Regions from separate parts of the Sus scrofa genome. Here all the other regions are linked to region 2. A link is a contact called in public Hi-C and promoter capture Hi-C data. All regions are on one chromosome and are shown on one strand. Each heading gives the region's core, a stretch centred on a gene start, on an enhancer-like site or on the middle of the called end of the contact. The rest is flanking DNA. Distances are from core to core; before and after follow the strand shown.

Region 1 (6,429 bases), core at 306-2,805, 210 kb before region 2:
TCGGATCTTGTGTTGCAGGCCAGCAGCTGCAGCTCGGATTTGACCCCTAGCCTGGGAACTTCCATATGTGGCCCTAAAAATCAACAAAATAAAGTAAAATAAAATAAAATAGCTGCCTATGAAAACTAAAGGCTGCCAAAATAATTCACTATTTATTCCAGCCACCTCCTGGAGATAGAGCCCCCATCCCCAGCCCAGAGCAGAAGTGGGAGGGTAGGAACCTGATTTTTTGGTGTTCCCGTCGTGGCACAGTGGAAATGAATCCGACTAGGAACCATGAGGTGGCGGGTTCAACCTCTGGCCTTGCTCAGTGGGTTAAGGATTTGGCATTGCTGTGAGCTGTGGTGTAGGTCACAGACACGGCTCGGATCTCATGTTGCTATGGCCATGGTATAAGCCAGCAGCTGCAGCTCCGATTAGACCTCTAGTCTGGGAACCTCCATATGCTGCAGGTGCGGCCCTAAAAAAAAAAAAAAAAAAAAAAAAAAAAATTATTATAGTTGATTTACAGTGTTCTGTCAATTTTTGCTGTACAGCAAAGTGACCCAGTTATACATTTATACACCTTCTTTTTTTCACGTTATCTTCCATCATGTGTCATCACAAGGGATTATACACAGATCCCTGTGCTATACAGCAGACTCTCAGGAGCCTAATTTTCCTAAGTGACAGTTAACAAATCCAAATGGGTTTCAAACTGACCAACTCTTCTCTTCCCATTTTTCTTTTAATAATGATTTTTATTTTTTCCATTAGAGTTGGTTTACAGTGTTCTGTCAATTTTTTACTATACAGCAGAATGACCCAGTCACACATGCACATATATATTTTTTCTCACATTATCCTCCACCATGCTCCATCACAAGTGACTAGATATAGTTCCCATTTCTACACAGCAGAATCTCACCGCTTATTCACTCCAAATGCTATACTTTGTTCTTCCCATTTTTCGTAGTTTTTCACTTCCCTGACCCTAGTAAGCCCCGCTCACCTCTCCCTATTCCCTCATTCTCTCTTTAAAACGTTCAGTCACCTCTCTACAAATCCAAGTTGGGACTAGTCTACGCTTGACTCTTTTCTCTACTGCAATGGTATATTACTGATTAAAATCGGTCCTGACCCCTTTAGTGCCGGTTTTATCTTTGACACATCCCTCCAGAACTTCGCAGAGTTTATCAGATAAAACGAATTACTTAAACAGGAGTAAGAGGCCGCCCAGAGCCAGTGCGGAGTTGGGCGCCGAAGGCTCCAGAGCGGTAGGTGTGCAATCAAGCTGGCCTGCTCTCACCGTACCGCTCCCCGCTGGCCTGCATCCCCCTCCTCCCGGCCCTTCGCCGCGCCCGCCAGCCCCAGCTAGGCCTACGCCAACCACACCGGACAACCGGGATAGTCGGGAAGCCCCAGGCCGCACCTTTGGGAAAAATGAGTTGTGAGGCATCCTCCTCTACATCACCAGCCCGCGGATCGCTGCCACCAGCCGCCATTGACCTGCCACGAACCTCCACTCGCACCGCCGGAAACGGAAGCGCCGATCCACGAAACACAGCACGGAAGGGGCGTGGTTTCGGAGACAGGGCGGAGTCCGAATAGGGTTGAGCAGGCCCCCACATGTGGGCGGACCCTCTGGGCTGGGCGGAACCTCTGGGCTGGGCGGGACCTGGATGGGGCGGGCGAAGCTGGGAGGCGGCAGAGAGGAGTGAAGCGACCTTAGGCTGCTCCCAAGGAAGTGGAAAGGAGCCCGAGACCGGGATTGCGGGGCTCACTCATCGCCGAGGGGCCGTCCTGCACTGGCCTCGCGGGAGAAGCCATCCTCGCCTCTTCCCCCGTACGCCCTTCGCCGCGCGGCGTGGCGACCGGTCGCTATACCTCTCTGAGGCTCAGTTAACTCACCTGTGGGGTGTGGATGAGAATACCTGCCTCCCAGGGCAGAGGGAAGGATTAGATGAGATGCAGGAACGCGCGGTTCCGAGCAGCTGGAACGAGAGGAACTCTCCTTGATGGGAAGCTGGGTAGGTGACTGAAAACGTATGATTTCCTTTATAGCCTTAAGCATTTAAAATTTTTTATTTGTAGTGGATTTTTCTAATACTTCTGAGCACGTGGATAGTGATATCGAGAGGCCTGATGGAATATTTGGGTGATACTTAGAAAACTAAGCAAATGAAAAATGATTTTGTTTCCAATGTGAGAGAAAACAGATGGTTGTACAGTGAAAGGAATAATCATAGTGCACTACTTGGCTCAGCAATGAACAGTGCTTAAGTATCATGTAAACTCTGCTAACAAAAAAAGGCATTACCAGACAAGACTAATTTTTACAAAATTAATTTGCCTTTTTTTAAATTTAATTTTTATTTATTTATTATTATTATTATTATTTTGTCTTTTTGCCATTTCTTGGGCCGCTCCTGCGGCATATGGAGGTTCCCAGGCAAGGGGTCTAATCGGAGCTATAGCCACCAGCCTACGCCAGAGCCACAGCAACGTGGGATCCAAGCCGCCTCTGCAACCTACACCACAGCTCACGGCAATGCCGGATCGTTAACCCACTGAGCAAGGCCAGGGATCGAACCCGAAACCTCATGGTTCCTAGTTGGATTCGTTAACCACTGCGCCACGACGGGAACTCCTAATTTGCCTTCTATCTGTATTTCCAAAAGAGATGTATTGGGTAAATCAATGGTAGTTTATATAGTATTGGCAGAGCTTTTTACTGCTTCAAAGTGCTTTCCTACACAATCCAACAGAGCTGTGGATTGATGTTCTGATGAAGAGGCTGGGGACAGGTAGCTGCTGGGTATGGGAGGTAGTTCTGAAGCTCAGTGTAGGCCTCTTTCTCCCATTTAGCCACCCAGCAGGACTTTACAGAGTACCTACTGCTTACCGGACCTCATCATGTGCTGGCCCCAAGGCTAGCTGGATCTTCTGCACACACACAGCAGGAAAGAAGTCAACAGGTGAAGAAAGAAGAAAAGAGGATAACAAATACATCCAATAACGTGTCACAGGGTGATTTGTCCACATTTTCATTCAAGAAACCATAAATACTTATGTGCAAGGCCCTGAAGTTAAAAAGGTGAATCAGTCCTAGAGCTGTCCCCAAAAGGAGCTCTCTACAGGTAGTTGATGCAAGACCTGGACTTACTTTTCATAATGACAGACAGAAAGTGGCAAGTGGTCTGAGAAGTAAGGAAGCATACAAAGAGGTCATCACATTGCTCAGGAGCTACTACGGTTCTTTTTTTTTTTTTTTTTTTTTTTTTGTCTTTTTGCCTTTTCTAGGGCTGCACCCGTGGCATATGGAGGTTCCCAGGCTCGGGGTCGAATTGGAGCTGTAGCTGCCAAGCCTATGCCAGAACCATAGCAATGCGGGATCCGAGCCGCATCTGCAACCTACACCACAGCTCACGGCAACGCCAGATCCTTAACCCACTGAGCAAGACCAGGGATTGAAGCAGCAACCTCATTGTTCTTCGTCGGATTTGTTAACCACTAGCCAGGACAGGAACTCCAATGGTTCTTTGTACAGTATTGGTCCAGTCAAGTCCTTCCACTATCCCAGTGAGTGTGCCTTTCAAAAGCAGATATTTATACCAAGGTCACACAGACCCTGGATTGATATACCCCCCAAAAAGAATGATATGGAATTCCATGCTGTTTACAGGTGGAATTACAGAAATGGAATACTCATCTCTAGAATCATTTCTCTTGAAGAAACAGAATTCCTCTCACACAGTCGGTCTGTGGTTAACCAGTCGTTTGTAATGTATCTCCAAATTTATCATCTAACCCTGACCATATAAACCTCTTGCCAACTGTAAGGGCCTCAGAACTGGTATCTTAAAAATTTTACATACTTGCAAATAAAAATTTAAACCAAAGACTAACAATATCAACACGTGAATGTAAAGTTTGAAAAATCATTCCTTGTCATTTTCTCCAAACCTCATCCTTTCTGGGCCATCCAAAATCGAGCAATGTTTTCCTCTAGGTCAGACCACACCCATGTCCCAAAGTCTCTGTTTGGGTTAATTAACCTCATCAAATGTTATGTTAAATTTGAGCATTGCCCCCCTACTCCCTCTTCAGGTTGTAGCTTTCTGGGCAAGTTCTGTGTTATTGGAAAACTTAATGACAACTACGAACTTTTTTCCTAGGGGAAAAAAGTTTTTTTGTTTTTTGTTTTTTTTGCTATTTCTTTGGGCCGCTCCCGTGGCACATGGAGGTTCCCCGGCTAGGGGTCTAATCGGAGCTGTAGCCACCGGCCTACGCCAGAGCCACAGCAACGCGGGATCCGAGCCGCATCTGCAACCTACACCACAGCTCACGGCAACGCCGGATCCTCAACCCACTGAGCAAGGGCAGAGACCGAACCCGCAACCTCATGGTTCCTAGTCGGATTCGTTAACCACTGTGCCACGACGGGAACTCCGAAAAAAGTTTTTTTAAAAAGGGTTCATAAACCTTAGGTTTATGCCAAGAAAACTTGGCTCTAAAAAAAAAACAGTGGCATTGCTACCAACAAGAGTATAAGGTTATTAGGGATCATCAACACCACAAAGAGTATGCAGGCTGAATAAATACTATCTAGTTGGCTGTCCAAAATAAAATGACTATTAACTGCTATTCAAAAAAAAAAAAAAGAGGCAAGACAAAGACCACTTTTTACCCATTATGATTTATTCTCTACAATACTTTTGTTAAAGAGTTCAATGATTTGCACTCAGAAGTTATATAGCCAAGAGGCAACCAAGTGTAATACAAAGAATTGGTCTGAAGTCTTTGCACTGAAGGCCATACAAAGTCTCTTGCTTCAGGGAAATAAGAATGAAAACAAACAAAAAGAACATATAGCTCCCTAGGCTCCAGAATCTCAATAGAAAATAACATCAACAGTTAGTGAAATTGTAGGTGTTAACACATCATGGAAAACAGATCTTGTGCAAATATTAAAATTAACACCCAGGACTCCTGTATAGATGATTTTTCTTATAAACAATAAAATATATGTAATGTCTCAACTACAAACCTTTCTTGTTGAAAGGGTATCTAACATGTGTTGCTTTAGTATTATGAAGCGAAAAAGTTTAAGAACCTCACAGTGGAAACCAACACCAACAAACTCTAGTGATCAGACATTCTCTTTTAGTTAATGTAAAACAAAGACAATTTGAAATTACAGAGAGAATGTCCTAGCTGTGGGTATCATGAGACAAGCCAACGTTCCAGACCAAAAGGCACTCACAGCTAGGGATGAAACGGACTCCGAACCAAACCAGCCAAGGTAGGCTGGTTCCTTGAAAACAGTGGTTACCTACTGTTCAGCTTGAGCAGCCCAAGGACAAAGGAAACGCCAGCAGAAAACACCCCTTTCTCTTTAAACCTACCACTCATACCACATGTATTGGCCACCCTCATCACTGCTTTGGTCAAGCGCGTGGAAGGCAGTAAAGTTCCAGTTCGGAGCTGTCATCTCCCTATGCAAAGCTGCCACATGGATGATCCAGACTTAGTATTTTTCCTGAGAGCCACCTGCCATACATCTTCATGAGGTGACCATGACCGTACACTTCCAGACTACTTCCTGACTAGGCTCCATTCAGGACAGACACTGAAAGTGCCATTCCTCATGGGGCCCAAGAGTTTTCCTTGGTCGACTCCTGAGTCCCCTTGCCAAGCCAAGAGGAACCCGAGCATCTCCATCTCCATTGCTGGACTTGGATGGGAGCATGAGGGAATGTGCAGGGAGTAAGGCTTCTTCACTCCAAAAACCACCGAGCCCACTTCAGTGTGGTGCTGGGCTTAACAAGCCCGATTCTTGTGCACTGATTTTTTTTTCCCCATTTCCTGGGTTTTAAAATTTTCTGTTCATTTTCTTAAATGGCAGGTATCCTACCTGACCCTCAATAAAATAAAAAACATACTATACATTGGGGAAGACAAATAGGGCAACATTTCTACAAGATAGGCTTGAAAGAGCATGGCACTGTAAATGCTTGCATGACCAGTCTCACTGAGCGTGCTCAGGGGTGAAAGTTTAGCACCATTTTTTTTGCTTTTTTTAAACTTTAGAAATTAAACACAACTTTCAACACAGAAGACTTGAACATTAATGAGTGTAGCCCTATATATCAACACTGTTGTACAAACTGGAGGTGGGTGGTGTAGCCCAGAGCTGGCCACCCTGACATCAATCCATGGCACCTAAGAGTAACTGTCATGACATTTGTTTGTAACAAGACATTTATTATTCTCAGCAGCAGGAAATCACAGAACAATCCCTTCATCTTCAGAAGCCTGTTTCCGTTAATACTGTGAGGGACCTGAGGGCTCAGCACAGCAGCCAGGTGGTACTGCAGCCGGGCCTGTGTGTCCGCGGTCAGCCCACATTTCCCTGGCACATCCCGCATTCTCACCACAGCAGAGGCT
Region 2 (5,944 bases), core at 2,573-5,072:
GGAAACGATTTCTTTGTGTCTTCAGATGGCAGAAAGCCAATGGAGCTATCTCAGATCTCTTTTTGTGTGAAGTTCTTCAATTTTTATATGTTATGACAAACATTTTCACAGGACTTGTAGAGCCTTTTGCAATTTGCCAAGTGCTTGACATATCTTTAAATTTTTATCATAGTCCAGGAGTTCCCTGGCCACCTAGTGCTTAAAGATCTGGCATTGTCCCTGCTGTGGTGTGGGTCTGATCCTTGCCCTTGGAACTTCTGCAGAAAGGTTTATATTTTTTTATTTTTATTTTTTTTAAATAAGAGCACTAATCCCATTCATGAGGGCTCCACCCTCATGATCTGGCATATGGAGCATTAACTGTGATGTAAACTATGGACTTTAGTTAATAATAATTTATAAGTGTTATTTCCACAATGTTGCGTTTTGAGAGTCTCTCTAATACATTTTATTTTATTTATTTATTTATTTTTGTCTTTTTGCCATTTCTTGGGCCACTCCCACGGCATATGGAGGTTCCCAGGATAGGGGTCTAATCGGAGCTGTAGCTGCCAGCCTATGCCAGAGCCACAGCAATGCAGGATCTGAGCCGCGTCTGCGACCTACACCACAGCTCACGGCAACGCTGGGTCGTTAACCCACTGAGCAAGGGCAGGGACCGAACCTGCAACATCGTGGTTCCTAGTCGGATTTGTTAACCACTGCACCACGACAGGAACTCCGACAATTATATTCTTTTCTTTTTTTTTTTTTTTTTTTTGTCTTTTGAGGGCTGCACCTGTGGCATATGGAGGTTCCCAGGCTAGGGGTCTAATTGGAGCTGTTGTCGCCTGCCTACACCACAGCCACAGCAACGCCAGATCCCTAACCCACTGAGTGAGGCCAGGGATGGAACCTGCAACCTCATGGTTCCTAGTTTCCACTGTGTCACTCCTTTTTTTTTTTTTTTTTTTTTTTTTAAGGGACACACCATGGCATATGTAAATTCCCAGGCTAGGGGTGGAATAGGAGCTACAGCTGTCGGCCTATGCCACAGCCACCGCAACACCAGATCTGAGCTGTGTTTGCAGCCTATACAACAGCGCAAGGCAACCCCAGTTCCTTAACCAACTGAACAGGGCCAGGGATTGAACCTGCATCCTCATGGATGCTAGTCGGGTTCATCACCGCTGAGCCACAACAGGAACTCAGAGTTATTTTATTTGAGGATTATTCTAAATATTCCACTATGCCGATGTTACTGTAATGTACCCCACTAATGCAAGATGTTACTAACACTGGAAACTCTATTAGGTGTCCCGTGTTTGGATGGGATGGATATATGGAACTGTATGTAATATCTGCTCAATTATTCTGTCAAATTAAAACTACTCTAAAGATAGAGTCTATCAATTATTTTTATCCATTATTTTTAAAAGCTTGAGTCTCATTTTTATTTATCTTATAATGAGAAAAAAGACTTTGGGTTTTTTTGGGCCGTGGCCACAGCATATGGAAGGGATCGAACCCAAGCCACAGCAGTGATAATGCCAGATTCTTAACTGCTAGGCTGCTGGGGAACTCCTGATTTTTCCTTTTAAAAAAGAGTATTATTTTAAGACTTTAGATCAGTTTTAGATGTATAGAAAAATGAGCTGAGAGTACAGATAATTCTTGTATACCTACCTCTGAGGCCACATATGAGCCACTTCCTCTGCTACTTTTTCTTTTTTTTTTTAGGGCTGCACCTGTGGTACATGGAAGTTCCCAGGCTAGGGGCTGAATCGCAGTTACAGCTGCCAGTCCACACTGCAGCCACAGCGACACCGGATCTGAGGTGCATCTGTGACCTACACTAAAGCTCATGGCAATGCTGGATCCCTGATCCACTGAGTAAGACCAGGGATTGAACCCATGTCCTCGTGGATTCTAGTGGTGTTCTTTACCACTGAGCCAGGATGGGAACTCTCACAATTTCCCCCACTATTAATAGTGGTAACTACATTTGCTACAACTGATAGACCTAAATTGACATACCCTTACCACTCAAAGTCCATAGTTTACCTTAGGGTTTACTTCTGATGTTGTACATTCCGTGGGTTTGACAATGTCTACATATACCCATCATGAGAATATCATCCAGAATGCTTTCACTGCCTTAAAAATCATCCTCCCTCCCGCAACTCTTTAGAAATCTTTGTGGTGTTGGAAGAGTTCTTGAGTTTTAGTGGTGGTTACCCAAATCTATACAACTGTTAAAATGACAAAATTATACAAACACATTGTACAAATCTCAGATTTCTGGTTTTGATACTGTACTATAGTTCTTTGAGATGTAACTGCTAGGAGCACTTGGTGAATGGTGCATGGGACTTCACTGTACTATCTCTGCAACTTCTTGTGAATCTGTAATTATCTCAAAAAGTTAAAACAATTTTAAAAAATCTGTTTTTTGGTGAAATAAAATTGCACTGAACTTTCTGAGAAAAATTTAGCGAAACAGAAACTCAACTTTCTTAGAAATTCTGTACTATCACTTATTAACTAAGCAAAGGTTGGTGGTGTTTATACATCAATAGCAGAAGACCAAGTTAAAACAGAGAGTGAAAAGCTCTGTAAAGTGGTGAATTAGAAAACAATTCTTGGGAGTTCCCATCGTGGCTCAGTGGTTGATGAACCCAACTAGCATCCATGAGGACAAGGGTTCCACCCCTGGCCTTGGTCAGTGGGTTACGGATCTGGCATTATTATGAGCTGTGGTGTAGGTCACAAACGTGGCTCAGATCCCAAGTTGCTGTGGTCTGGTGAAGGCTGGAGGCCACAGCTCCTAGCCTGGGAACTTCCATATGCCGCTGGTGCAGCCCTAAAAGACAAAAAAAAAAAAAAAAAAAAGAAAGAAAACAATTCTCTTTTTTTGTGGAAAGCATCACATGAAAAGGGGCAAAAAACACACAATGGACAGCCACTAACACAAAATCTCCCTCAAGAAATAAACTTAAAATGGTCATTTCCAGTTCTTAAAATTATCTGCACTCCTTTTATTCCAGCAAGGAACTGAAAACCCAACAGTCAGCTAGAGGTTCTTAAGCACAGTACAAATTGAGGGGGGTGTTTTAGTCCTTGTTCTGTCTGGCATTCTCAAGGGAAGGACTGTACGCCACAATCGAGTCAGTTAAAATTGTACACTTTCTTAAATTACTTTTTAATGTACTTTTGGTTTCTAGTTCACTTTATTAGTTAAAAAATACCCTCCAAAGATGTATTCATATCTGGCGGCTAAAATGATCTGCCCAATGTCACATATGCTAAAACAATTTTACACAGATTTATATTTTCAAAAAAAAAAAAAAAAAAGAAGCAAAGGACAAAGTAATCATTGCAGATTAAGTTGCCACTGACCGTATAAAATAAGCTAAATCGTTTCATAAAATTTAAAAAAATCTTCCTTTCCCTTGCTCCCTGGAACGAAAGCTATCGAAATCTAAGGTTTAAAATAAAGTCGAAGATGCTCAAAAACATTGTCACTTTGTCCTTTACTGTGCAACAGCTTTTTTAATAAAGGGTTTAAGGAAGTAGACTTTGAAGCTCCTCCGAGTCCCAATCTGCAAAAAGTATGAAACCCCTTTCCGGTCGCACCACGTGGTGAAGCTTTTGGGTCTTAGCTGCCTGCCTAAACAACGCCCCAGGACTTGCAGACCCGAGCCTCCGTGGCTATACTAAACAGCTGGAAGCTACAAAAGAGGCGTGGCCTTCTCGGATGTAAGATGGCGGCCGCGCGACGCTCTGGGCGGTCCCCGCCGTGACTCAGTAGCCGGAAGTCCTCCGACTCCAGCCAGTAGGAAGCGGAAGTAAAGGGCGGTCGGCTGCTGGTCTTTAGCTTTGCGAGGCCGGCTTGTGAGCCGAGCCGCGGGAAAGGCGCGTGTCGGCCGCTCACTGGCGCAGCTGCTGCCCTCTCCGCAGCTGCCCCGCCCCACCCCGCTCCACCCTGCTCCGGCCTTGTCCCAGGTGCCGTCGCAGACGGAGCGCGGCCCCGGCATGGGCTGGAAAGGGGCTGCGGGCGGCGCGTGTGCCGCCGCTGCGCGGCCGGTGACAGGTACCCCTTGGGTGGCGTGGGACGGTCTCGCGGTCAGGAGAGGGTCTGGGGCACGAGGCGATTCCGTGTCCCGGTCACCTTGCGCTTCCGTTTCTTCCCTGACTCAGTTTCCCCTCCCGTGTCCCAACCTTCCCCCCTCAATGCGAGTGACCCGAGTTATCCCTCAGTGTCTTCTGGGCAAGGTATCGTTTGTGCGAGGGTAGCCGCAGGCTCTCTCTACCCCTTTGAGCCTTCATAGAAGAGCTTGGAGACCCATGTGCTCAAGTGCAGACGCAGGTGGGGGAAGTGCCCTGACATGCATTTAGATTAAGCCTGACCCTAAGTAGGTTGAGAACCAGCAGTTTGCAGGACCCCGATAGGAGAACGAACGGAACTTTTTATAGATTTCTCTTTTCCCTAAAATGAATTCAGGTGCTGAATATAGGTTGCCGTTTTCATTTAATACGAGGATCCGTTGGCTGGAAATTGGATGATCCGGTTTCACTTTTAGTGTGGGACCTGCCAGAGGAGTAAGATCTGCGTACATCGCCAATAAGTTATGGGTGTGAACTGTTCATGTTCTTTGGCCAGAAACTCTAGATTGTTTTGCATTTCTTGCCAGATTTGAGAACTAGCATATTTTGTTCATTGGAGGTCGTGGGGTCTTATGCCTTCCTGTGCTACACTATTTTGGAAAAATTCATCATGCGCTTGGCTGTCCAATTGTAGTGTGATGTTTGAAGACATTTTAAATAGCTATATGACAACACTACAAAATTTGGGATAATTATAGCCTTTCCATTTGACTTGCTTTTGATGAACTTAGCTGAAACTCATTTTTATTAAAGGAAATAAACATTGCTTTGTACAGTACCATGGCGTCTTCACAATGCATGTTTAACTTGAGGGAAATAAACTGGAGAAAATTCTATTAGACTTTTTCTCCAGTTACTGGTGGTCGTTTTCATATCAGATATACAATATCTCTTTTTAATTGGAAATTAGGTGTTTTTGGTTCAGGGCAAATGAGTTTTGCTAAAAGGTATAAATGTATATTAAGTTTAATTATTTCAGAAGTAAGTTTATTTCTCAAGAGTGAGTACTTCCTAATATTTTCCCTCGCTCTTGTCATACATGTTGAAACTCAGATGGCTGTTTTTTTACTTGGAGGGTGCAAGTGGTTTTTTTAAAATTTTATTTTAAAGCATTTGGTAGCTATTTTCTTCAACTTAAAAATGGAGAAAAAAGATTGGTACTGATTAGAATCTTATGCCTCTTCTGTTTTCCAAAAGTGAAAAACATTTGCCATAATATAACTTTGATAAGTATTTCTGATATCTTACTGTAGATAAATGAACATGGGATAGTATCTTTAATTTAAACTAAAGAAACTGGGCCACACACTCAATCTTGCAGATGATACATTTGGGCCCAGAACTTATTGAAGACTTTTTAATTTGTCCATCATGGCATAAGCATTATGCCTATGATTATGCAGTGCCACATTGCAGATTCTGACAGCTGTCATTTCCTAGACTATTCCTTTTTATAAGCAACCTTTAGTCAGGACCACTAGGGTCAGGTTGATAAGGGGTCTTTTAAAAGGAAGGTATCCTCAAACAAAAGGCCCCTCGGTGAGGTTCTTACCTTCTGCTCCTCTGGACAGCCTTTTCTTCTGGTGTTATCTGTGGTGTCAAGGATGTGGGGTCTGGATGGGAAAATTCTTCTTCAATGTATAGCTTTCTTCCCTTTCCCATCTCTAATGGTGCTATGCTGTGTCCGAAGAACTTTCTGTCTCTTTAAGACAGAGCGAGGGGATCTCTGGGTGAGTCATGGTGCTTATTGTTTTCATTTTCACTCTTTTTAAGTCCTAGGTTTTCGGTAGCATCTTTG
Region 3 (5,964 bases), core at 852-3,351, 190 kb before region 2:
TCCACTGGTTTCAGAATACAAACATACTGCCATATCCTCTGCAAAGATGGTGCCGAAGGATTATTGGACAGCATGCCAGGGTCCTGAGGACAGGCCATCTTGTTATCCCAGGTGGGGAGGATAACTGTTGGTAAAAGCCACCCATCTTTACTCTGAGGCTTGCACAAATCTCTTTTACAATCTCTTCACCAACTCTCTCCACCCGCCAGGAGTAGAGAATTGAGTTTTTCCCAAAGATGTAAACAGGAGACTCCAGGCCCCACCCACTCTGTCCAAGGAGAGGGCAGTGAAAGGGGATAGGCCCAGAGGGATCTGGGTGAGGGCGTGTGGCAAAGTGAGGAGTTCACATCAGGACAGGGAATGGAGGAGGGCAAGAAGTGAAGGGCAAAACCCACAGCCTGGGAAGGAGGGAGGCATAAAACCCAGAGTGCCAGGTGGAGAAATAATGGAAATGAGGACTATGGGTACATAAGGAAAGACAGAATGAGGGTGGAGTTGGAAAAAAAGGGAAGAAGAGACGAAAGCGTGCTTGTAAAACAGAGTTCAGCAAGGAAGAGATACAGCGGGGAAAAGAGAGGCCAGCGACGGGAGGTGCAAAGCAGGCAGATAAAAAGGTGAAAGGTAAGAAAGGAGGTGGAAGGGGAGAGCGCGGGGCTCTGGGAGGAGTAGGGGGACGACCAGGCGACGGGTAGGGTTTAGAGGGCAGAGCCGCGGGGGTGGAATCCAGACGCCGGGCGGGGGAGGGGGCGGCGGGGCGGCGGGACGGTGGGCGAGGGCCGCCAGGCGGCGCCGGAGACCACCAAACTTTACACGACCCGCCACTGTTTCCTGGAGGGAGTGCAGAAAGGAGCTGGAGCCTCGCCTGGCCTCGCCTCGCGGCCCGGGGCAGGGGCATCCACTCACCCCCTCCCCAGCACGCCTTCCGACCCACTAGCTCCCCGCCCGCACACGCGGCCCGCAGGCCCCGCCCTGCCGCCTCCTTTCACCGCCCCCAGAGCCCCTCCCCCATGCTGCCCCGGGACCCGAACCCCGAACCCCGGGGACCCACTCGCCGGCCCCTCCGGTCGCCTCGGGGTGAGGAGGCCCGACACGCACGGCGGCAGCCCCTGGGAGGACGGCCTGGCGGGGACGGGGGAGGAGGGCGCGGCGCGGACCGACTTTCCCACCTTTTCTCCTGGCCCAGGCGCAGCCGGGGCAGACGGGACCTCTCGCGCTCTGCCTCCTCCTCCTGCTTCATGGAGCCATGCGCCTGGGTGGGGGCTCGCGAGAGAAGCGGGCCGCAGACGGGCCGGACGCGCGGCGCGGACGGGGCGGGGCGAAGAAGGCCGGCGGGGGCGGGCGGAGGAGGAAGCGGCGGGGCGGCGGTGGCGGCAGGGAAGAACTGCTAGAGGTATTCCCCGGGCAGCTGGAGGACTGAGCCGAGCCGGGACCCGAGTCTTCCGGTATCCCAGCAGCCACCGGAGGCAGTGAGGTAATGGAGGAAGAATGTAGGTAGTCCTCCAGTGGACCACACGCCCTCTAGCTAGTCGCCAAAACCATAGAGATCGGAGAGCCTCTGGAGCACCACCCCGCTGCTGTCACGTGGCCTAGCTTCGCGCACATTATTGGCTGGAGTCGACTCCACGGGTTGAATTAGGAGGCTGCTTTCCACTCTTGGGGTAGAAGCCTAGGCGGTTGAAATAAAGACGGGTGGGAGGTGAGGGGCAGGAGGAGGCCGGTGGGTCGGACCCCTCGGGTCGCTGAGCCTGCGGAGCGAAGCTCCCGGCTGTGAGGCCGGTCGGCGCAGTGCAGGCCGGGCTGCCTTGGCTTCTGCGAGCGAGCGCAGAGCGCGTCGGGAATTGTAGTGCGGCCCGGGCCGGCGGCATTGTCCGTGACGCGGCCCAGGTACCGGCTTGGGATGCAGCCGGGATGCCCAGCCTCGCCGCTCCGCCCTTTCCCGCCCAACACTCAGCCGCCCACGGCTTTCCCGGAGCAGTTAGGCTCGCGTCGCTTCACCCCACCTAGTCGAAGCCTTCGAAGGCAGCCAGGAAGGGGTAGCTCGGAGCAGCCTTATATTCAGCAGACCCATCGGATCCGGCCAGGCTTTTGAGAAGGAGTTCCAGGCTCAGTGCCAGCCTCCTCGTGTACTGGAAAGGACAGACCACCCTAGGTGGTGTCAGGAGCCCAAATCTCGGTCTTGACCCCCACCCCCACCCCAGTCCCCAGCCCAGAAACGACTCAAGTGGCCACTATCTACAGTGCAGGGTTAATTCATTTGGTCGACTAGGCAGATACCTCAGCACTGGCAGGGCAAGGGCCTCAAAGAGAGCAATACAAGAAACATTAAAAAAAATTAATAGAAAATTATTCTCGTTTCAAATATTTGGTGTTTAATTTGACAACTTAACGTTTTTATTATAGTGACAGATGGAGTTGCACTAAAAGTCTCATTTCTGCCCTGCTCCCTCACCCTAACCACTACAAACTGTTTAGGCCCTGCAGCAAAGGCATGCCCTGTTTTAAAGCATTGCCAGTCTAGTTGAGAACACAGACTCAAGCCCACAGATCGACAGTTCTGTGTTTTGCTATTCTGTTTACGCAGAAAGGAATCCTTAACATGTTTGTCCTCCAAGAGCAAAGAAAAGTCTCTAGTAAAAAATGCAAATCATATCTAACAGTGAAGCTTTCCAGCAAAAACCTTCTGCTCTAGAATGCATAATGTACTAAAGCATAGTAAGATCTGCTACTACAGACTTATAGCAAAATTACCTGTAGGCAGCAAAAAAGGGAGGAAACAGTGATTGGTGCCCCTTGGACCTGGAACTCTGAGAACCTGGCAGAGCAAAACAGTGGAAGGAAGAGACATGGCTGTAGAATAAGAAGGTGACTTTTTTCTTTCTTTTTTTGGGCCGCACCTGTGGCATATGGGAGTTCCTAGGCTAGAGGTCAAATGGGAGCTACACTTGCCGGCCTATACCACAGCCGCAGCAACAACAACGCAAGATTTGAGGCACATCTGTGACCTTTGCTGCAGCTCACAGCAATGCCGGATCCTTAACCCACTGAGCGAGGCCAGGGATTAAACTCTCATACTCATGGATACTAGTCGGGTTCGTTACTGCTGAGCTACAACGGGATCTACAAGAGGTCAGTTTTTTTTTTTTTTTTTTCCACAAAAGCCATTTAGAGCAGTCTTCATAATTCCTGTCAAGGTCTGGAGGTGCTTATCTGCTGTTGAGTTCCACTTTTCCCAGTTTCTAACCTCTGTAGGCCTGAAAAACTACAAATTAGATGATCATATGGCCTGGAGCCAGAAATGCTAGAGGCAGCAAGCCAGAGGTCATTCCTTTGTTGGTTTCTGAATAAGTGGATCATATCCTGACTTAAAATAATCAGAATAAATTTCATATAGTGAAAGTCTTTCCAGCTGAAAGTCTTGAAATCTGGAAAAGGGCCTTAGTCTATTGCTCCCAGGGTGGTGCTATGTTGTCATTGAACAGCTCACAGATAAGGGAGTTATTGCTCCCTGGTTATCAAGCTGCCAGAAGGTAAATGATGGAACTAAGTTGGACTTGAAACACTCCCAAATTAAAACAAAAACAAACCTTGCTTTGAGCTGTCAAAAGGCATTTTACCAAGAAGTAGGACCTGCTGTTGTTTACTGACACTGAAAGGCAGGACTTTTTAAAAAGTCACTTTGGGGTCACTTCACATCAGAAAGCAATAGTATGCACTGATGCAAAAATAGCAGAGTGAGGAGTTCCTGTCGTGGCTCAGTGGTTAATGAATCCGACCAGGAACCATGAGGTTGCATGTTCCATCCCTTGCCTCGCTCAGTGGGTTAAGGATCCGGCGTTGCCGTGAGCTGTGGTGTAGGTTGCAGACATGGCTCGGATTCCGAGTTGCTGTGGCTGTGGTGTAGGCCGGCAGCTATGGCTCCGATTGGAGCCCTAGCCTGGGAACCTCCATATGCCACCAGTGTGGCCCTACAAAGATGAAAAAGATTTAAAAAAAAATAGAGTGAAATTAGGAACAAGAAGAAGAAAGAAGAGGACAATTTTTACCATAAAGATGGAAGTGGCTATGTCTTATTTATTTTCTCATTTCCTGCATATAGTGCAAAAACCTGTTACATAGTAGGCATAAGGTAATTTTTTGTAGCCTGAATAATTAAATGAAGAAGAAAACCAGCAAGTGGTGGGAACGTAATATAGTTGGGATAGGGGAACTGTGGGAAAGCTAAGTGGCTCAAGCCCTGTGCATGAACCTAAAATGTCACCCCAATTTGCCATGATATAGCTGTACCACTATAAAAACAAGGCATAGCTTTTCATCATCTCTTACCTTGAATGGTTAAGAATATATATGGTAATGTACTCTAACCATAGATCTTAATGTTTCCACCCCAAAAAAAGAAATGATAGGAGTTCCCTGATGGCCCAGTGGGTTAAGAATTCTGAGTTTTCACTGCTGTGGTTGGGGTTATGGCTGTGGCTCAGGTTCGATCCCTGGCCCAGGAACTTTTGTATGCCATGGATGCAGGCAAAAAAAAAAGGGGGACAATTATGTGACATGATAGAGATATTAGCTAACTCTCCTGATGGTAATCAGAGTGCAGTATGTAAATGTGTCAAATCAACACATTGTATACCTTAAACTTATACAATGTTGTATGTCGATTATATCTCAATTTTTTTTTTTGTTTTTTTTTGCTGTTTAGGGCCACATCCAAGGCATATGGAGGTTACCAGGATAGGGGTTGAATTGGAGCTACAGCTGCCAGCCTACGCCACAGCCACAGCAACATGGGATCCCCAACCTATTGAGTGAGGCCAGGGATCGAACGTGCATCCTCATGGATACTAGTCAGATTCATTTCCACTGCACCACAGAAGGAACTCCTCTTACTGTTTCTTAAGAAAAGAATAAGAATAAGAATAAATGATAATGATTAAGAGAGAAAGGAATCAGACTGCATAGTTTCAAATTCCAGCCCTGCCCTGGAAACCTGCGATGTTAAGTGAGGTGAGTATATTTCAGTAACTTGGGTTTCTCATCTGTAAAATGGGGATTGTAGCAGTACCTATCTCAGAGTTGTTAAGAGATTTAAATAAGTTTTTGCGTAGAAAGCTATGATAGGGTTAGCATGTCAAAAAATGCTTCATAACTGATCCTCATCGGTATTAAGATGTTGAATACACATGAAGTTAGCCTGCACACCAAGCACACGCTATTTTGGATATGCGCATTGGATGGGCAGTGCATTGATGCGCCAGGGGCATTTGCCAGCCTCTGGCAATGAAATAAGTTTTCACAGGATATATTGATGGGTGTTATAGATTTCGTTTGTCCCACTTTTCAGACTGACATGAGTCTGGTCTTGGTAAGAGATACAGAACCTGATTCTGTGCTCTGGACTCCACAAAAGTGCCTGTCTCCTGTGTATCCACTACAGAAGAAGCCCAGTTGGGTACTTCAAAGAGAGTATGGGAGGAGTTCTGGTGGCCTCGTGGTTAAAGGATCTGGTGTTGTCACTGCTGTGGCTCAAGTCACTGGCCAGGAACTTCTGCATGCTGTGGGCATGGCTGAAAAAAAAAAAAAAAAAAAGATGATGGGTACTTGTCTGATTAAAATAAATCTTCAATTTTTTTATTATAGTTGATAAAGTAAATCTTTATATATAGAAAGTACATGAGTGTTTCAGAAATATGAAGTAGTTTAAATAAACTAATAAGGCCAACAGTGTTTTGTTTGTGGTAGAGTTAAATTATATTACTCTGAGAAGATGTGTTTTTAAACTTTATATGTCACTTGGGTACGTAATTCATCAAAAAGTTCCTAAGCTTCTATTAGTATTATTGGTGAAATAAATGAAACATAGGTGGGAAGCTCAAATCACATATCCATTTATCTTTGTTTCCCATTTTTTAAAAAGTTTTATTGATGTATAGTTGATTTACAAGTTTGTGATAATTTCTGCTGTAC
Region 4 (5,850 bases), core at 2,390-4,889, 250 kb before region 2:
CACAGGGAAAGGAATAGTTTACCAGAGTAATGAGATTATCAGTAAGTTTTCAACAAAAACAGCTTTTTTTTTTTTTTTTTTTTTGTCTTTTTGCTATTTCTTTGGGCCGCTCCCGCGGCATATGGAAGTTCCCAGGCTAGGGGCTGAATCGGAGCTGTAGCCACCAGCCTACGCCAGAGCCACAGCAACACAGGATCTGAGTCACATCTGCAACCTACACCACAGCTCACAGCAATGCCAGATCCTTAACCCACTGAGCAAGGCCAGGGATCGAACCTGCAACCTCATAGTTTCTAGTCGGATTCGTTAACCACTGAGCCACGAAAGGAACTCCTGAGTTAATTTTTTAAGTGAAAATGAGAAAGAGAGGAATGGGTGAAATGGATACAGGGGCTCAAAAGGTACAAACTTTCAATTCTAAAAGAAGTCAGTTAAGGGGATGTAACAAACAGCATGGTGACTACAGTTAATAACACTATCTTGCATATTTAAAAGTTTCTAAGTGATTGGATCTTAAAAAGTTCTCATCACAGGAAAAAAACTTTGTAGATGTATGATGATGCACTTACTGGGGTGATCACTTTGCAATACACGCTAATACCAAATCACTATGTTGAACAGCTGAAACTAGTTAAAATGTTATGTCAATTATACCTCAATGTTTTATTTATTTATTTGTCTTTTCTGGGCCGCACCCTCAGCATATGGAAGTTCCCAGGCTAGGGGTCTAATCGGAGCTACAGCTGCCAGCCTACACCACAGCCACAACATCGCAGGAGCCGAGCCACATCTGCAACCTACACCACAGCTCACCACAACACTGGATCCTTAACCCACTGATCGAGGCCAGGGATCAAACCCGAAACCTCATGGTTCCTAGTCAGATGCGTTTCCACTGCGCCAGGGTGGGAACTCCAATCATACTTCAATTTTTAAAAAGAAAATGACTTCAATTAAATTCAAGTCACAGAAAGAAAAATGTCAAAATTTACTGAATTATGTAGTAGACACTTCCTTTCACCTTTGAGATAAATATCATAATTAATATTTTTATAAATAAGGAAACTGAAGTTCAGACTGTAACTGACCAACTATGAAAAAGCTAGTTAGTGGTAAGCCTGGTATTCAAACCTAGGTAGGTCTTCTACTGCTAGAACCCTTCCCCTTTCCAATTGTATCCAGCTCTGGGAATGTAAAAGCATTCAAATTTATGAATATAAGGTACAATACACACATGATAAAGTCAGTCAGTCTACCAGAAAATATTAAAATGTTCAAGAACCAGAAAGGATGAGAGTAATGTCTGTAAGATTTTCCAATACTATATATACTTACGAGTCTCAGAGAAACGTTCACTATTCCAAAAGAAAAAGAATTAACTCTAACAAGCAAAAGTTTCAACACAAAATCATGGAATAATGTTTGGCAGAAAACTAGGACAATCTGGAGTCTTAAACAACAAATCTGGAATGCTTAAACAAGCTGTTAAGTTTATGGCATTTAAATAAATATACTTTGATAATGAAAACTTCTAATTTGCAGGCTCTATTTAATACTACCTTATCTAAAAGTTGTTTTTTTTTCCCCCTAAGCAGCCTCAAATGGATTACATAAATACATTCTTGGTGAAAACCTTTCACTATTATCTTTGTCAATATACTGTTATAGTTATAAAGCTTTATTTTACCTTACTTTCTTATTCTGAAATATGAAACCGTTGGAAATTCGGCAATAATCAACATGTTGTATTGGGAAGTAACGGGAAAGTATAGAGGCTTGTTACTTAGCAAAGGACTCTGAATAAGCACCTTAAGTGGTTACCAAAAGTATAACTAAAGCCTTAGCTCAAGACAAAACTGTGATGGCAAAAATCTGTCCTTTACTATTTTCCACCAACCAAACAATGCCAACTTCATAGATAAGGCTTCATTTTTTTTTTCCTAAAGCATTGTAAGGCCAACTTTCTAACCAAATTCTTCCCATAAACTTCAAGAAAAAAAGAGATAAATATGAAACTCCAAGCCTCAGAGCAAACTGGAATCGATAAAATATTTAACCTTCTTGTAGGCAAGAAGATCAATTAAAAAGTGCAATAAAAGATGGGTGTCAAACGCAGTTATTATTAGGAAAAGAAAAAAGACATCAGGAGAACAATTAACATGACTCCTTTAAACTAACAGTCTCTAAAAGTTTTGCCAGAATTAAACAGATGTACCACTGCATCACGTTCACAGGCAAAAACAAACAAACAAACAAAAAAAAAAAAACACTGCGTGGAGATACAGGTAATACTCTATCTCCATAGTGTACTTTAAAAGTCAACTCATTGCTCCCGAGGTATTTCTCATAAATCTTTTTTTTCAAATTCTGATGTCTCCCGAAGTTTCCAACAGCCTACTATCATTTGCTAAGAAATTACTTTAAAACATTCTTGAGAGACTTTTCTATCAAAAACCTGTGCTTTTCTGATTTGATTTAAACAGATCCAATTACGGGAATTCCTATCGACCAGCCTCCTTCTCCTTTCTGCGGAAGAGCTACCAACCACAGGGATTTACAACAAAGTACCAACTTTTTTTTTCTTTCCTTAAAAAAAAGAACGCTTTCTAAGAACCTAAAAATCTAGTTGCCAAAAGGCAACTTAAAATTGGAGATGCGCAGGGAGTTATTAAAGAATTTTCAGAGAACATGATCTAAACCAAACAAAGTAGGAATGTAACTGTTCCAAAGGAGGAACAGGGGTTTTATGCCTGTCAAGCTTTAGATTTATATCTGTGAAAATTGCCGATTTCAAGCCATAATAATTACGAGACTAAACCTTCCGCCGTTTTACAGGTTTCTCATTAACTAACTTCCCGTGACCCCTTCAACCAACCACTCAAAGCCACACTCATTCAACTCTCGGCCCAACCCCTTCCACTCCCGCCCCAAATTTCAGTTTAACGCGCTTCCACCTCCAAACTTCACAGCTTTATCCATAACCTTACTACTACCTACGTCTTCTAGTCGTCACTTGTCCCCAGTCAGAGTTTTAGTCCTACCATGCCCTCCTTTCCCGGTCTGCCGCAAGCTTCCAAGCCCTCCCCCCTAAGTGCTGAAACCGCCACAAAAAGCCCCAGACAGAGATCCTCTCTGCTCTTCCAACCTGTTCCCAAGCGCCCCTCTAGGCCCCCAAAGCACGCAACGGCCGAGATGGAAAATGGCGGAGAGTGCCGCCGCCTGCTGCAGGCGACCGGTCCCGTGCCGCCGCCAGACTCACCCTCCGGGGCTGAGCAGAGCTCCCAATGACTGGCGAGCGAAATGTCGGTCTTCACAGCCGGGAACGTCTCTCCTTCCTGGCCTCCCCCCTCCGCCCGTCTCAATCCCACTCCTCCAAAAGAGCAGCCGCCATCTTCCCCTATGAACCACCGAGCGCACGCCTATGCGTCATCACGCATCGGCATACGCTACTACGTCACGCGCGTCTGGGCCGACGGGCTCTTTAGAGTTCAAACTGCGCATGTGTGCAGGTGAGAGGCGGGACCTTGTTGCAAACCACGTGGCTTCACTGAACAACTCCTTTGTTCCAGCTCAGTGGAGATCGGCGCTGTCTGGAACGAGGAGGAAAGAGGAGCGGGTGGTCTCGCCTGTTTTCTTCACATTGTGAGCTAACCTTGATGCTTTCAAAAATACCCCGGTTTCCAAAATTTGAATAGGAAATTTATTCGGGGTGGTGCTGCAGTCCCGTTTATTCATCCGTGAAATCAGAGCACCTGCCTGAGAATATTTTGAGAATTTAAATGAAGGCTCGGAGTTGAGTCAAGCATACAGTTTTCGTACTTTAGATACCTCTAGGTTATCTCGTTTCCTCACTGAGAGTTGAGACCAGGTTATAAAAATTGAGCCCTGAGGTGCAACCACTTTGGAAAACTTTACACAGTCGCTCCTAAAGTTTAGCATCCCCCCACTCTGAGACTCGGTAGTCCCATTCCAAGAGGGCTGAGTGCATACGTTCACCAAAGGCATGCACAGCAATGTTTAAAGCAGTTTTTTGTTGTTGTTGTTGTTGTTGTTTGTAATAATCACTGGTAACTCAAACGCCCATCAGCAGTTGTGTAAACAAGTTATGATGTGGTCATGCAGTGAGCTACTATGTAGCAACAGGAAATTCAGACATATCTCAGACATACTGCGTGTTCTATTCCCCACAACTGTAATAAAGCTAATATTTAAATAAAGTGAATCACAAATTTTTTGGTATCTAGCGCATATGTTATATTTGCACTATACTGTAGTCTTTAAGTGTGCAATAGCACTAAGTTAAAACAAGTACACACCTTACTTTTAGAAGGCTTTATTGCTAAAAAAAAAAAAAAATCCTTTATCTGACAACGCAGGGTTGCCACAAACTTTCACTTAGTTTTTTTTTTTTTTTTTTAAAGGCAATAGCAGTGAAGCACAATAAAAGAAGGTATGTCTGGGAGTTCCTGTTGTGGCTCAGCAGAAAGGAATCTGACCAGTATCCCTGAGGATGCTGATTCCATCCCTGGCCTCGCTGTGTGGGTTAAGGATCCAGTGTTGCCCTGAGCTATGGTGTAGATCCCAGATGCAGCTCCAATCCCACCTTGCTGTGACTGTGACATAGGCCTGCAGCTGTAGCTCCGATTTGCCCCCCAGCCTGGTAACTTCCATATGCCGTGGGTGCAGCCCTTAAAAGCAGAAAAAACAAAAACAAAAAAACAAAAAAGGTTTGTCTGTAACTACTGATAAATGCAACAAACTTGATGAATATCATAAATTTCCTTCTGTCAGGCACAAAAGAAGACACTGGATGATCCCATTTATAGAAAGTTAAGAATACAACTAAAACAAACAAGTTGCCTTCTAATTTTAGGATAAAAAATTTAAGTCAACATGAATCAAGAATCTTAAAAAAATGTATTACTTTTCATTCTAATTCCTCTTCTAAAAATCTATCCTAAGGATATTCTCAGAAGTGTGCAAAAAGGGAATTCCCATTGTGGCTCAAGAGGTTAAGAACCCAACTAGTTTCCATAAGGATGCAGGTTTGATCCCTGGCCTCGCTCAGTGGGTTAAGGATCTGGTGTTGTCCCAAGCTGCACCAGGGTCTTAGACTCAGCTTGAATCTGACATTGCTGGACCTATGGCATAGGCTGGAGCTGCAGCTCCAATTGACTCCTAGCCCAGGAACTTCCATGGTGCCACATATGTCGCCCTAAAAAAAAAAATAAAGTTAAAAAAATGTATGTACAAAATTTTCATTGAAATATTGATAGCGTTGCCCTGAGCTGTCCTATAGGTGGAAGTTGCAGCTCGGATCTGATGTTGCTATGGCTGTGGTGTAGGCCGGTGGCTACAGCTCTGATAAGACCCCTAGCCTGGGAACCTCCATATGTCGAGGGTGAGGCCCTAAAAAAACAAACAAACCAAAAAAAGCAAAAAAAAAAAAAAAAAAGCAATTTAAATGTCTGATAGCAGATAATGGCTAAATAATGGCACATGCATACCATATAATATTACCTGGACATTACAAAGTTTCAATACAAAGTTTTTATGATGACACCAGAAATACTAATTATCTAATTTTAGTGGAACATGAATAGGAAGAACTGTAATATGTTTTGTTTTGTTTTGTTTTGTTTTGCTTTTTAGGGCCACACCCATGGCATATGGAGGTTCCCAGGCTAGGGGTCCAATCGGAGCTATAGCTGCTGGCCTACACCACAGCCACAGCAATGCCAGATCCGAGCTGCGTCAGACCTGCTCAAGGTTATCTTTTCATCAAAAAAATTTTAGCCAGTGTCCAGGGAATTTTATTGGGCAACTTTATTAGCAGCAGATTCTACAATA

Evidence for each region. Promoter capture Hi-C pulls out the DNA fragments that hold promoters and counts their contacts. A called contact is a pair of places that touch in the nucleus more often than the background predicts.
Region 1: a Hi-C map of liver shows a contact between it and region 2, with 9 times the contacts expected there. The contact joins the promoter of POLR2D here to the promoter of UGGT1 in region 2. A contact is called at or near these places in 2 of 5 promoter capture datasets (fetal liver and liver), 5 of 47 Hi-C or Micro-C datasets (fetal liver, heart right ventricle, liver and 1 more) and 1 of 2 datasets of contacts at active chromatin or transcription factors (alveolar macrophages).
Region 3: a promoter capture Hi-C map of liver shows a contact between it and region 2, with 2.2 times the contacts expected there. The contact joins the promoter of AMMECR1L here to the promoter of UGGT1 in region 2. A contact is called at or near these places in 2 of 5 promoter capture datasets (fetal liver and liver), 9 of 47 Hi-C or Micro-C datasets (embryonic fibroblasts, epiblast stem cells, heart right ventricle and 3 more) and 2 of 2 datasets of contacts at active chromatin or transcription factors (alveolar macrophages and skeletal muscle).
Region 4: a promoter capture Hi-C map of fetal liver shows a contact between it and region 2, with 2.3 times the contacts expected there. The contact joins the promoter of WDR33 here to the promoter of UGGT1 in region 2. A contact is called at or near these places in 2 of 5 promoter capture datasets (fetal liver and liver), 1 of 47 Hi-C or Micro-C datasets (liver) and 1 of 2 datasets of contacts at active chromatin or transcription factors (alveolar macrophages).

The regions. Positions count from the first base shown.
Region 1 is chr15:59,474,757-59,481,185 of Sscrofa11.1, reverse strand. It overlaps POLR2D (DNA-directed RNA polymerase II subunit RPB4), which reads right to left and starts at 1,555. Exons shown (of 4, transcript XM_021076493.1): 1 at 1,412-1,555. The coding sequence starts at 1,484. It overlaps AMMECR1L (AMMECR1-like protein), which reads right to left. Exons shown (of 9, transcript XR_002339479.1): 9 at 4,660-6,429.
Region 2 is chr15:59,262,931-59,268,874 of Sscrofa11.1, reverse strand. It overlaps UGGT1 (UDP-glucose:glycoprotein glucosyltransferase 1), which reads left to right and starts at 3,822. Exons shown (of 40, transcript XM_021075942.1): 1 at 3,822-4,072. The coding sequence starts at 4,015.
Region 3 is chr15:59,449,207-59,455,170 of Sscrofa11.1, reverse strand. AMMECR1L (AMMECR1-like protein) reads right to left here and starts at 2,101. Exons shown (of 9, transcript XR_002339479.1): 1 at 1,167-2,101.
Region 4 is chr15:59,517,621-59,523,470 of Sscrofa11.1, reverse strand. WDR33 (pre-mRNA 3' end processing protein WDR33) reads right to left here and starts at 3,639. Exons shown (of 22, transcript XM_021075457.1): 1 at 3,260-3,639.